Regions from separate parts of the Mus musculus genome. Here region 2 is linked to region 1. The links are chromatin contacts, called in public targeted proximity ligation maps. All regions are on one chromosome and are shown on one strand. The core of a region is the stretch at or near the end of the contact, and the rest is flanking DNA. Distances in the headings are between cores, read along the strand shown.

Region 1 (7,494 bases), core at 2,702-5,201:
CCATGTGGCTGGAGATTTGAAATGCTATTTAAGTCTCAATTTCCTTCAGAAGCTAACCTCTGTGGTATAAAATGCTGTTAAGGGGGAAAAAAATCTTTTCTGTCACTTGACTTTAACTTATGATAAATTAGCTTCAACTAGTTTCTTAGAAAATTGCCCAAGAAATGACTACAGAAAATTAAATACCAAGACTTCAAAGAGGCAAAACACACAGCCTTCAAATTCCGACCTCAGAGAGTAATCCTCCCTTTCTCGTGCTTTGGTGAGCTGTGAGTAAAGAAATCTTACTGGGGCATGGTAATGAACCATCTTTCAAATGACTTTTCTATCAATCTTCTTTTCAAAGGGTAATAAAGTGATGATTATTTCGAGGCACTTTCTGGGAAGTTATCATCTCATTTCAATAGTCACCAGTAAAGGACTGCACTCGGGCGTTATCACCCATGGTGATAAGGGTAAGAACTGGTTAAGAATTCAATAGACAAGGTATAGGTTGTTAAAAGCTATTTCCTAGGAAATTAAAACAGAGAGACATCAAAAGAATCATACTGGCTCTCAAAGAGTTGGTCGTCATCTCCTTCTAGGTTAAAAATGTAAATCTGATTTATTACCTAGTGGATGAAATCCACTATCATTTGAAGATTGTTTTATTTCTTTTAAAAAGTATTGTTGACCTCACACCATGAGCTGTGCCTTTTGCTTCATCTAGTGAGAGGCATAAGAAAACCTGACAAAGGCATCCACCATCACTTCTAAAACCAGAGTGTTATCTCTCATCTAAAACAACAGTCAACAACAAAACCATGCACTGACTGGATGGTTATTGGGAACTCCTGATTGTCCAGCATTTCATTTGCAAAGCCACAGAGTAAGGAATACCCCCAAATTATATCTAATCTCATGCCTCAGAGCTGCAAAGAGCTCTAAGACAGCAAAGGATAGATGCCACTCAGAATCTAGAGATAGATAAATGCCTTTGGAAAGAAGTCCCTGAACACTAGATTCCTGCACAAGAACTTCCTGACCTCGCCTTCTCCTTAGACTCTTACATCCACATCCCACCCATGACCAAGGCTCTGCACCTAGAAAAGAATTGTGCACGTCATTGTCCCTCCAAGATGCTAGAATATACATGTCTTCTTATCTGCCCTAATTCTCTTATTCCAATCGAAGCCTTCTGTTTGAACAGGGAGGGTACAGGACCCATCTAGAAGTCAAATTTCTCAGGACTTCGTTGTCAGAATTCTACAATGGAAGGAGCAAAATACCTGCAATGCAGTTCAGTATCTTTCCCCTACAGGACTGGCCAAGGAGAGCATAGATGTGATATGACACAGTACTGTGAGGAAAAGTATGAACAGAGACTGGTGAGGGTCTCTGGCCATAGTGTTTCTGAGCTTAATAAAGCGAAGCCTTTCTTAATAGTTTCCAGGATTACATCCCCCCCCCCCGCCCCGCATCAGTTTTCTTATTTAAATAAAAAGATGTAAGAAAAAAATGGTTTGGATTCTACTTTCGTTTCAATCAGAGAAACTGAAAAATTCCAAGTATCATGTGATTTGATAACAATGCTCCAATACATCTAGAGTGCACCAGGACATGGCCTTTTTATGGCTATGGATGCTCCAGTCTTGGCCAACAGATACTCATCCCAGGATTTTCCCTGTTGTTTTTGTTGTTTTCACAACTTACATTGCTAAAGAGGGAAGAAGAAAACACATATGTATAGGTAGGTATATGTACAACCCTTGGATGAAATCATGAATAACAGTGAGGACAAAGTCTTCAAACGCAGTGAGAAAATAAATTAATTTATTCCCTAGTTCGTTAGTGCACAGCATTCTACTCCAAGTGGCCAGCTGAAGCAATGAGGTATAGAGGAAAGTATTCCCAACTGACTCATCTAGCATCTTCATGCAGAACCGGGAGATGAGAACGCATGCCACACATTCTTCTCAGAAGTCAATACCCAGGAGAACCCCTCCATTATGCACTGTGCCCTCTAGGCAGTGGGAGATGAGGCTCAGAGGGCACTTCCAGGGAGGTCCACATTGTAAAGTCATGGTGATGGAGATTCTGACATAGTCAGGATCATGCCAGTCTATGTCCATCACTATAGAAGTCATGGCAGAAGGAGCTAAAGGACCACCGTCTTCCTTCATCATCTTTTTAAAGGCGTGTGTGATCTTCCAGGGAACTTCTATTTTTGTCTCTTTCTGGAAGCTCCTCAGTTGGTTCAATGGTTTGCCCAAATCCCAAGTTGCAGTGTGTTCTTGAAAGGGAGTAATCATTCCTTTTTAAATCTACAAAGAAAGAAAGATAGTTTCAGTAGATGACATAGATCACATTGATTCATGCAGGTGGACTGGACATCAGGCTTAGTCAAAGGGTTCAGGGAATCTCTGCTGCCCCAGGACTTGGGCATATGGATTCCAAACACTCAACCATATCTAAGCCCAGGCTCTCTGCATCCCATGACTATGTGAAACTCTAACTCCATATGCTGTCATGGTGTGAGGCACAGGCCACCATCTAGTAGGGAGAGAAGATGTGACTGGCCCAAGTTAAGTGAGGTCCAGTACGAAATGGGAACCTTTAGAAGGATCAGAGGGATGGGTTGAAACAGTTGCAAGAAAGTTCTCCGCAGCTCTGTGGCTACCTACAAAAGTTTCACCATCTCAAGATCATATCAAATGTTTCCTAAGCCTTGCCTCTTCTGCTTACAAAGGAAAGTTAAAAACATGGCCGATGGGGTAAGCTTTGGGAAGACTGGCTATAGGAAAAATGACATTAAATGTTACATGCATCTTTTTATGCTGTGATTCATGACCAGATTTCAGGCTGCAGCTGCGGGATGATTGACACATTCACCAGCTCCTGCCTCCTTTACTGATGGACTTCAGCCCAGCCCTAACCCCTTCCTGGGTTCCTGATGACCAGCCCAGAGGACACAGTGCTGTGCATTGACCTCTTTGCCCATTCACTGTGAATTCACATCATGGGCAGTTATGTGAGTGCAGCCTTCTTCACTCCTTTGTTAGCCTTGAGCGAACAGGGCTCATGGGCTAGACACTGTGGGTGCCAGCATTAGGAAATCAAGGGTATCACTCAGGGTGAGAGCATGTAGCTGGGGGTGGATGTATGAAGCCCTGAGCTTAACCTCTGGTACCAGGAGGAAAAATTCATATTTCTTGGTTTAATTTTTAATGTTAAATGGTGATTTTCCTACATAAAAAAATGAACTCATGAGTATGTATACTAACATATATTTAATAATATAGCCAACATTTATTGATCATATACATAAAAATAAATCCTTATCTCAACTTTGTGTCAGATACAATTATCTCTTACTTGCAGATGAAGATGTTAAAGGTCAAAGCCTTGTATTCAGTGGAGAGCAGAACAGGGCTACATGACCCTACCTGGGCCAAGATTTCAGATTCTTATGCATTGCCTTAACCTGCCTCTGCCTTAAAAATAAATAAAACATAAAAAGTAAAGGTACTTCTTATTCTGTTCTCCAAACTAAACGTGTTTGCTGTCACGCTTTGTGCCCAGAGTTGCATCCCCAGACTCCACATGTGGAGGAAGAAAAGCCACAAGGCTTCCAGCCTACCATGGCATGCCAACATACAAACATGAACCCTACACCATATTCAACAATTAACTAGGCCCAAAGGTTGGAACCTATGAGTAATGTCTCAAGCCTGCCTGGCTCCTAGATGATCAGATACAGTCCTGGGTCTTTGAGCATAGAAGCTGCCCTGTCCGGGCTACAGTGAGTCAGACAGGGCAGAGTCCAGTGCCTAAGGATGAAGATTCCTGAGTGGATTCCAGGCCACAACTGAGGGATGAGTCAGATATTCACGAGCTCCTGCCTCCCTGCCTAGAGTTCTGATATCCCTCAGCCAGCCCCAACCCCTGCCTGGGTTCCTGATGACCAATGCAGGGCACAGTGTTGCACAGTGTTGTACAGTGATCCCTTTGACCATCGGCCACGAGCTCACACTGTGGGCAGTTAGGAGAATGCAGCCTCCTTCTTTGCTCCTCTGGCATTCTTCTTCCATATCTGCCCCTGCATGATGACACACTCTATTTTGACTGATGGAGGAAAGAAGACCCAGAAGTCTAATTCTAATCCCTTTGCTTTGTTAAGTCTTGCTCACAAAAGCCTCCCTCAATTTCAACAGAATTAGAAATTGCCCATTTTTGTTATGGAAGTACATAGGTCCACCCTGGGTTGTAGTGGAAGTTAATCTTTTTTCTGATTTCTAGTTCAGGGTATGACTTTTTCAGAAAGAGAGGGTGGGGGGAGGAAAGAGAGGAAAGAAGGGAGGGAGGGAAGGGAGGGAGGGAGGGAGGGAGGGAGGGAGGGAGGGAGGGAGGGAGGGAGGGAGGGAGAGACAAAGTGCCTATGGCCTATGTTGCTCAAGCTGAAGGTGAGTTCCTGGACTATGGTGAGCCTCCTGCCTCTGCCTCTGCAACATCTTCAGCTATAGGTGTAGCCACAATACCCCACTCAGGACTGCACCTTTCGATATGTGAAATTCCAAATTCCAGGGTAAGAAAACAGTTGCTATGACCCAGGAAAGAGTTAAGCAGACAGCAAGCATCCTTTCTGAGAAGGACAAATAGACTCCAGCAGAGCCAGAATTTCTCAAGCACACACACACACACACACACTGCGATCAAAATTTAATGTGGCAGGTGTGGGGGCTGGGAATGTAGCCCAGTAGTAGAGTGCCGGCTAGTAGGACAGAGTACTGGGTTCTAAGCCCACTGCTGTAAAACAAACAAACAAACGAGGGAATAAAGCAGTGGTTGTTACAGCTTAAAGCAGTGCTTTAACTGACAGCCTTTCTTCTCTCTGAGCCACACCCTCTCCGGTGCCCAATGGGCAAGCTGGAACGGAATAAAAATGCTCCAGGCATGCCATCTGCAAGCAAACAGGACATTGGAAGGGAAGCGAGGGGCCTTCGTCCTGTTTCATTCCCTTTAAGTAGGTGGAACGTTTTTTCTCTGGGCCGACTGTGACCAGCTTTGGGCCCCAGGTTGTTTTATCGCATTTTGGCAGAGCCTCAAGCAAATCCCTGTCCTTTTTTAATCCCTCCTGAGACTTGAAATTTTTCACTCAGAAAGTCAAGCTTGTGAATAGCTGCTAGTGAGATAAAAATGCGGTTAAGATTTTGACTCGATCCTGAGTTATAATAACTGTTATTCTATGAGAGTTCTTCGGAAGAAACAGTCACCGCGGCGGCTTACCCGGCAGTCTGAGCTTCCCACAGCAGGAGTTGCAGCGATGTTTTGCAATGAAGCTTCTAATTGCATCTTCCCCTAAATTGGCCGGTCCAAACACCATCCCTCTTGATCTAGAGGAAATATCAGAATATCAATTAGATCACAGCCGAGAAAAAGGAGTCCAACTAGGATTCTCTGAGATTGCGAACAGTATCCCTTAGTAACCTAGCCACTTAAAGGAGCCAACAAAGAACAGAGCACTTTGGGGAAGGAACAATGTTAGGTTTGCAAATTTAAAATTCAAATGCACTTAAATCTTTGTACCCAACTCCAAGACCTACTGTGAAACTCATTCCAACACTAATCTGATAGAAGAGTGAATTTTCGATGTGGTACATTAAAACAAAATACAGTGAAACCCTTTTTAATGCATATGGTGTGAGAGAATGGCATTCATTATCATACGCTCTACTAAAACACCCCAAAGGTAAAGGGTAGAATAACTTTGCTATAGCACACACCTTCTAAAACAGACGCCTGTGCACTGCTCTGCACCCAAATCCTCTTCTGAAAAATGACTCTTCCCCAAATCAAACACCTCACTAGACACCAGAGCACCTAGACTCCTGGCTTTTTAAAAGCCACTTTTTGACTCTACAAACTGTTTTAACCGGGTTCTTTGTGGAAAGCCAAGACAACTAATAGCCAAAAAGTTTGTGGAAAGAGAAGGCAGATGCCCAGAGTAAGTAGCAGACTTAATTACAAGTAGTGTTGGTATCTCTGAGACACGTTTTGCACTTTCTAACATAAAGATCCTCAGCAGATTCTAGGCGTGCTCCTCATACAACCATTACTCTTTAGACTTTGACCCTCCGCATGACACAGGACAGAGCACACCAGAAATGCCTCCAAAGAAAGCTGATGAAAGCTAATATTTCATTTTAATGATGAGCATAGTGGAAACAGCACATTTTAAAATCTGAACTCAATTACCGCTCTTAAATACCACGTCTTAAGAGGGGACGGGGGCGGGGGGGGGGAGCACAGGAGAGAATCACAAAGGGAAACAATAAACTTTGCTTCTGAGGAATGTGGTTTTTCAAAAGGGACATGGTGTAAAAGTGGGCTTTTTTTTCCACCGGAGGATTAAAACATTTATCTCAATTTCCACTTCCTTTTGGCCGAAGAACAGTGGCTCTCTGAAGATGTGCCAAGCTCAGGATGAGGGCTGATGTCAGTTTGATCTCAGATTGCCTCCCTCTCTGTAGGTGGAGAAAGCCTCTTGGGAAGACAGACTGGAAAGACACTGGGGATTAACTTTCCTGGTCACCCAATCGCTCTCACAAGGCAGAGCTCTGGTGGTATTTACCCTGCAGTAGAAGTTGCTTCTTGTTAACTATGCCTGGATTTCAGTCCAGCTGGAGAGACACTACCTTAGTCAGGTGAAACTGAAGGTGGCACAAAAAAAAAAAAAAAAAGCAGACTCACTTGGTATTTAGACCAGAACTCTCGGATCTGATAAAGTGAGAGATGAAGGTATTTATTCAGCCATTAGCATGGAAGACTCTGTTTGGAGTCTCTGTGCGACCTCATTGGAAATTTTCACTGGTTTGTATCCCCTACCAGCCATTTCCGTCATCCCAGGAAGGCATAAAGACACCCAACTAAGATATAATGCCTTCAAGTAATTTATGGAAGCTATTTGCCTCTATGAGCTGTGTGAAAGTTAAAATAAAATGACCAAAATCACTACAAAATTTATATATCAGGACCAAAATTCCCAGAGCAGGGAGAGAGTGATGTAGGGACATTTTATTTGCATACACACTCCACAGCATGCTCCAAGCCTTGCTATCTCAGATAACTAAAATTGCAAAGAAAACACAACTAGATTTTTTTTTTCAACAACACAGGGAAAGCAGGTGGTAGCTTGGTTCTACAAACAAGGAAAGTCCAATTAGTGCCCTCTATACACAGTCACTAAAGAACATCTCACCACCAGCTCATACTTATCAAATGCTCAAAACCATCAGGCAGTTGGCAATAGGCTAAAAAGATACAGTCCCAAACTACCAATAAATGAGGCATGTTAGGGAGAGTTAGGAAGAGTGGGAGGAGGTATGAGCGAGGCTATTAGAATTATTCTCTAACGCCTTCATCCCATCTCATAGACAACTGTTCCCTTCTGTTGATTCTTTTCCATCACGAAAAAGTTAGAACCTTAAGTGAGTCTCAATTTTCTCGTGTGTGAAC
Region 2 (7,494 bases), core at 3,098-5,597, 220 kb before region 1:
TATTGCTTGATAAATTTTCCACCCTATCCTTTTATTTTTCAAATCAAGATTCAACGTTCTGCATTCACTATCATTTAGTGAATAGAGGCTGCTGTACTATGCAAGGCTAAGCTCAAATGTCTGTGTCTTGATTCACTTCTGTATTTCAACCACTTACTTTTGCCAAGCAAAGCTCTAAACTCTATCTTTTAGCACTAAAACAGATAATATCAAATGACTCCTCATACTCTCAGAATTTACATTTTAGTTGTCATACCTTATTTTGAATGTGGATCCAACATTTTCAGATTTGTGCTCTTTGATAGTCCACTTAGCTTTCTAAGCCTTTGTTGCTTTATTGGATTTGGGGTGGGGTGATATAACACATGACAGGCAAGCTCTTGAGAGGGATAGAAACTAGATGAATAATCCTATAAATCAAATACTAGCTCCTTTTCTCTCTTTTTAAAAAAAAACTGTGCATTTTTTTTCTTTCCCTGGGCCCAATCTTCTTCATTTCTACTCTTGATATTGGGATTAATTTGTGCTTTATTTAGCCCTTGCTACCTTCCCTAATATATTATAAAGCACAAATTACACATTATATATACACATATGTATATACATACATATATGTATGTATGTATCTATTGCTTTCTTTCCTTTAATGTGCATAGTTGTCAAACTATGTTTAAAAGAAAGTAGAATTGAAAATACAAACAGATTATATAAGATTCTGTGAGTAAAATAAATCTAGTAATGAATATAAAAGTAGGTAGATTTACTTTTATAGTCATGTGAGCAATCTCAACCTTTATATTTTCTTCCCCCAAATTTTAAGGAGTTTAAAATACAAGGAATTCTTCTGTCCATTTGCTCTCAGCATCCACTGGAAGAGAGGATGCTGTAATTGCCCAGGACCTGTGGCATCTCAGAAGCACTCCTTGACTACAGGAAAATCCTTGCTCCTGTACCTTGAGGGGTCGCCTTCCCAGGTAGAAAGCAGATCACTACTCAGATGCCACAGCTAGAGCAGTGCAGGCCTGGAACCCCAAAGGCTCTTTAGAGACATTCCAGAGAATGCCCAACCTAGAACAGAATTCTCTGCCCACGCATCTTCATCAGACCTGCCCATCCATTTCTTCAGTGCATTCATAAGCTTGAACATCAGTACTGATTTTCCCATACTCAATAGACTCAAGTTTGAAGTTTTCTTTTTGTTCCCTTGCCTTTATAATATTCCAAGGTATCTATATATCTCTGCTATAAACTTTCTAGTGACACAGCCTCTTTAGCTATGCTAAGTAGAAGAAATCTTTCACTCATCCCCAGTACAGATGCCAGTATTGCCAGCATCCCTCCAAAATGTCTAACTATATAAACACTCTCTGCTTATAGACTAACCAAGTACCAAATATAAAGAACCGCTACGTCTTTTTTTTTCTTCAAGCATTTTAGGGTTGCCATCATCCTAAATGCTCTCTTCACCCTAGAAGGCTGGATTGTACCATAGCTCTTTTTCCTTTAGGACACAACCAGTCATTAACATTCTCAAGCCTTACCTGAGGAGTGCCAACCAACATTACAGACAACAGATTCACATACAACCCTAAGTAAAATCACATCTATGCTTGAGACTGAGAAAGGTGTCCTGTGACTAAAGACCATTGAAATTAATCAAAATTGATACACCAACAAAATGTCCTCAAGGCCTGGAGCCAAAGCAGAGCATAAAGCCTATAATTATGCAGTTCCATAATCATTCTAATAAAATTATTCACAGTCTATTTTATGTGAACAAGAATATTTTATGATGAAATTATTATTATAATACCACTATAAATATAAACATTTGTTACCAGATATGTTATAAAACCATCATATAATATATAAGTATTGTACACGTTTGTAGGAATTTCTTGCTTCCTTAATTAGAATTTTGAATATTTGGTTTTTCTCCAAATGAGTTCCATTCAGTTGAGTTAAATGTAAAAGTTGTAGACACACTGAAAACTCCACTTAAAATTTTCAGCAGGGCCCTAAATGTCCCAGATCACCATATTATAATCAAAGATCAATGTTTATGTTACTTTAATAAGAAAATAAATACTAAATAGAAAAGGAATACTAAATAAAAATTACTAAATACCCAAAGGAAAAAGAAAATGATACACATTGTATCACCATGTGTACAGAGTTTAGAAATTTGAGATGTATTTATTTATAATTAACATGTTTTTTAAAATGCTTGGAGAAAAAAAATCAAGAAATATATTTTACACAGAAAGTGTGTAGTATTGTATTAATGAAACAAAAACCACATAAAAATGTGTACTGGCAAGTTCATTCCATACATGTGTTTACTGTCTTTTCGAAGGCTAAAGATAGTTTATCAATTAAAATGTACTTTAAGGATTCAGTAGTTTATTAGAAACTTAAGAATACATACAGGAGTTAAAATTTTTGGAGTTTTGAAATTCCTTTTAACAAGAAATAGAAAAAGGAAATAATAACAATAGCAATTACAATGTTTACAAAGGGTTTTACATTTCCAATATTCCTATGACTCTGCTTGAAGCTCATAAAATTAAAATGATATAGTCACAATTTGTTTCTTGACTATTTTATATGCAGTAATTTTTAATGAAGCAACTAAATTAGGCATAACTTACTGCAGCTTTAATGTAGTTATGATGAATATATTTTACTTGATTAAAAATGATAAAAACCAGGGAGCCTTAAATATTATCTTAAAAGATTAACTACTGTGTCAATTAAAAATCTAGGAGAAAGGTATTTATGAGGAATAGCTTTCCTGAATAGTAACTTCCTTTGTTCATTTCATTTAATTAATGACTCAATCGACTTTTACTTTCTCCACAACATGTTCCTAAATTACACGCAAATGGAACTGCCCACAGCCGAACTGTTTTGGTTAAACACTGACAGAAGATTCGGGAATTAATACAATTCTTATTGGTGAGACAACTAGTTGATGGTGTTCAGTGTACAGAGGACTGAAGGACTCCAAATTCTACAACATATTACATATTATTACATATTACCCAAAGCAGCATGAATAAATACTGGCAAAAAAAAAAAAAAGTCGAGTTATTTGGGTATGGAGAATGTTGGGGAGGCTCACTTTTAGAATGACTGTGACACGGAGTCCTGTCTCTGTGCTTTCAAAATGATCAAGCAAACTTTTGCACTTCCTGTCTCATGATGCTCAATTCACCAAAGTTTCCAAGCAGTACCTAACTACACGGAAGGAAATCGATGCCATGCTTCTATAGTGTGTGTTTGTTTCATCTACAAAGAATGAAACCATGCCAAAAAAAGAACAAGTTTGGATACCTGTGCTTCATTTTGTTTTGTTTTCTCTTTCAGAATACAGGTAAATTGTCAATAGATGACAAATTTCTTGTAAAGAATGCAGTCTCATGACCTTCGTTTTAGTACCAAACTCTCCTAAGCAGGTGTCTCTGGGGAGCTACTAGCCAAGAGTCTTGCTCTTTAAACCTTCACCAACTGAACAGAACCACACAGTCTTGCCTTCTAGTCTAGGCTCTCTGCCAAGTGTCCCGTCACTAAAGTGACAAATAAAAAGGCAAATGAGCCTGTCCTTAAGTCCTGCAACCAGGGTCAAAGGGTTTCCAAATGCTAAAGAAACCCTTGTCCTTGGCAAAGGAACCTGGGACTACTGAGAAAGGAAGAAGAGAGAAAGGGAAGGGAGAGAGAGGAGGGGAGGAAGGGAGGACCTGAGGCTCAGCATTAGTTAGTTAAAGTTAGAGTGAGGGGTGGGGAGCATTTGAACAGTCTTTAAAAGAAGCTGCACAGAACTAGAGGGGTGTGGTTTTGTAGTCTACCGCTACAGCAGAAGCGTCTGACAAGGTAAACACTCTGCCAGAGGAGCCTGCATTATGGAACAGGGACGCTTCAAAGCGCTGTCGTAGTGTACAAAACTCTTTTGGGACTCTTGCAGTAAGAGGGAATGAGAGTGCAGCCCAGCGGTTCGCCTAGACTCTTCCCTCCAAAGACCTGACTGACCAGTGTCCCTTTCTAATTACTGGAGTCAGAAGTGAACGTCACTCTCACATCTGCCTCACTCTCCAGGGCGCGCTAAGCTTGGCCCAGATCAGACCTCAGATAGGACCTTCTCTAATTCCCAGTCTGGGTCCGCACATCCTGGGACGCCAGAGTCCCTAGCCCCGCCCCCTGTCCCCAAGAGCGTCCCCTCCCCCGCCTCCCCAGACTCTCCACGCGCTGCGGGACGCTGATTGGCCATGGTGCTGACAGGAGGCGGGGCCAGGAAGTCCGGCCAAACCCGCCCTCGCGTATAAGCCTCTTCTGCGCTCGCTCTCTCCACCTCTCTCCTCTTTCTCTCTCGCTCCCTTCGTCTCTGCAACTGAACAGTGAAAATTCACATTGTGGATCCGCTAACAGGCACAGATGTCATGTGAAAACGCACATGCTCTGCAATCCATGCCGCCTTTCTTTCTTTTCTGTTTCCTTTTTTTCCCCCTTGATAATTCTCCCTCTTCTTTGTAACTAACAAAACCACCACCAACTCCTCCTCCTGCCGCTGCCCTCCTCCTCCTCCTCAGTCTAAGTGATCACAAAAGAAATCTCCGAGCCCCGAGGCGGTGGCATTTTTTTTTTTTAAAGCAAGCACATTGGAGAGAAAGAAAAAAAGAAACAAACAAACAAACAAAAGCAAAACAAAACCCAGGCACCAGCAGCTAGGACATTTTTTTTCCACTCTGCCTGAAAACAAACAAACAGCCATCAGAAACAGTCATCAGCAACAGCATCAAAACTGTTAGCTTAGCGGCGGCGGCCACCGTCACCCTGTGGCCACGACATCTGCCTAAAGGGATGCTTCTCTCAGCGGAGCAGCTCTTCGCCGACCGCCTTCTTCCCTCGTGCTGAGCGGAATTTTTGGGTTCTCTGGGGTTCGGGCTGGGAGCTTCATGACTACGCGGAGCAGGACAGCGGCCACATCATGCGAGGTAAGCGAGCCCGCGGGCGGGCGCCCAGAGCAGGACAACTCTAGCTAGACCGGGAGCTTTGGGGGAGGGGAGAGCTCTCGGCCCAAGGGAAGAGAGATTGGCTACTCGAGGCTCCCCGAGTTCGGTTCGCAGGTGGGACTGCAAATGGCCTGGGCTTGGAAAGTTGTGGGAAGGTGTGGAAGGCTCGGGGATTTTGGCAGGACGCTGAAGGGCGCATTTTTTGGAGACCAGGACAGTGCTAATCGCGCCTCCCAGTTCTGGATTTGAATCTTTTCTGCGCGTCGCTCTCCGGTGCGCCACAGGACACGGGATAGAGAGCAGGAAGTCGGGTGACTTTGGGTAGAAGAGGCTGGCAGCTCGCATCCCGCCGTGGTCGCTAGCCATAGGTGAACTCCCTGGCATAAGTGGGGATCACACTGGCCCAGGCTGCCAGATGCAGGAGCAGTCTATAAGCGCGTCTCTTTCTAGAAATAGTAAACACGGTATGCTCCCGAGAACCGGGAAGCAGATGCTTACGTCTGGACCTTCCTTGGGTCCCCTCTTCCCCGTTCTGCTTCACTCTGGATAGGCCGACCCCCCTCTCGCCCTAACACTCCCCCCCCCAAAAAAAAAGTTGGTAGGAGAAAGTTCTGGAGAGTGAAGGCCATACTACTCACATCGGAGAAAACAGGGTCTCAAGCTCTTTTGTGGGATAAAGGACCAAAATAGAAGCTAATACTAAGTGCACCTTCTGGATAGAACCACCACTGTCAATGTTGGTGCTATCTCAGGGACAAGTGGCCCTCAGGGAAGACAGAGCTCAGTCTCCTGCTCTGACTCCAAAACTGGGAGCTACCTGAGCAGCTGGCCAGAGGGCATGAGGAGTCAGTTTGTAGATCTCAGTGGTACAAGTTTCTTGCTTTCTCACTTTACAGTGGGGCACAATTTCTTCTTTTCTTAAAGAGGCCACCACCGGGTGCCCTCCTAACTTGGACATCTGAGTATGTCTGGACACCCAGCCCCTAAATCCAAGCTTCTCTTCTTTGATGTATTGCGTTCCTATGGTGGCTTTTCTCTCTGATTCACAAGTTCCTCCGGAGCAAAAATAAGCAAGCGACAGTCAACTCTGAACCTTCTTGCATCTTGGACGGAAGTGCTTTTGAGCAGGACACTGTTTAGAACAGGGCCCAAAAATACCCATCTCCATCTACCGGGCTGCCTACTCTGGTGCACTTAGGGAGGAGTGGGCATGACCCTCACCCTGGTCGTTATTGAGGAGCCCTAGGCCTGTCTTGACCTTGAAAGCACAGCGTGAGCCCTGGTGTTTGTAGAACAAGGCAGGACAAAAAAGGATGGAGAAAAGCTGATCATTACCCATGGGGATGGAGGAATAAGTCTCTAGATAAAGGACAAAGGTGTCTGGGTGAGTGTCTTGATTGACCTGCGAGCACTGGAAGTTAGAATCTCTGTGTGCTTGTGCACAGTGACAACAGCTGATTGTCCCAGTCACGGGATCGTCACATGCTCCACTATCCAGATTCTTTCCAGAAACTGTAGTACAGAAACTGGTGGGCAGAGCGCCTTTCCTTAGCGAGAACTTGGATTTTCTTGTTTCTCTTTTTCTGACTCACCTCAGGATCTCACACACTTTCCTTTCCTTTCGGTTTCCTTCACTTCCATCTGAAGCTGCCAGTTAGCAGTTTGACTTTTTCTTCTCCCCCACCCTCCAGCAATACCCCTCCCATGACTAAGTTCAAGCTATCTGAGGGTCAGAAGCCACGTGCCACAGCAGTTGGTCCCCTGCACTAAAGGCTGGAGCTGCTTAAGCTCTTAAGCTACAGTGTCAAGCAGAGCGCAGCTTCCCAGCGCTTCACCTTGATCTTGCTGTTCCTGTGGCTTTACTGCCGGTCTCCCCTTAGAGACACCTGGCTGCAGCCAGCTTGAAGGATTTAAGACAAGGACTAGTGCCCTGTTTATATTAAATTAGATATTCACATGAACCCACATCTTTGTCTCAGAGAACACCAAGCTCACCAGACTGCCCAGGACAGTTCACCAGCTCTAACCCAAGATGACTCTCCGGAGGTGACTGGAGGAAACTACTGGTAGAGAAGTCATTGGTCTCTAGCCCTTTGCCTCTCCTCTCCTGACCTCACACTGTCCCATTCGCTTTCTCTGCAGTCAAAGAATTATCCTATCCCAACCTAAGTGGCTGGCTGTTCCTTAAAGATGAAATAAGAAGTCCCTTCAAGGTTCAGTGGCCGGTATTCCACAGGGAAAGGATATAGGGTGCAAGAAGAGCCAAGCTATCCAGAAGTCATCTAATAGTTGAACTTGAACTTCAATTAAGAGGTGGTGGGGGTGGGGAGCATCAAATTCTCTATCCCTTTGTGCGGGGGCTGTTAAGCTGAGCATATTGGAACTGATTCTGCTAGGGGAGGAGCTGGTATTAAACTTGGCTTTGCCCTTTGCTTGTAAGCATGTCATCTACTCCATACACCATGCCCTGCCCTGCCATTTCTCA

What was found.
Region 2: a targeted proximity ligation map of astrocytes shows a contact between it and region 1, with 6 times the contacts expected there. A contact is called at or near these places in 2 of 39 promoter capture datasets (cranial neural crest and stem cell-derived epiblast-like cells), 6 of 484 Hi-C or Micro-C datasets (the C2C12 cell line, adipose-derived mesenchymal stem cells, cerebral cortex and 2 more) and 5 of 130 datasets of targeted methods (astrocytes, neural progenitor cells and pancreatic cancer cells).

The regions. Positions count from the first base shown.
Region 1 is chr19:18,886,813-18,894,306 of GRCm38.p6, reverse strand. It overlaps Trpm6 (transient receptor potential cation channel, subfamily M, member 6), which reads right to left. Exons shown (of 39, transcript NM_153417.2): 38 at 5,266-5,372; 39 at 1,796-2,303. The coding sequence ends at 2,170. Among named protein-coding and RNA genes, the nearest start is that of Gm41814, 140 kb to the right of the region's middle.
Region 2 is chr19:19,108,049-19,115,542 of GRCm38.p6, reverse strand. It overlaps Rorb (RAR-related orphan receptor beta), which reads left to right and starts at 4,347. Exons shown (of 10, transcript NM_001043354.2): 1 at 4,347-4,991. The coding sequence starts at 4,985.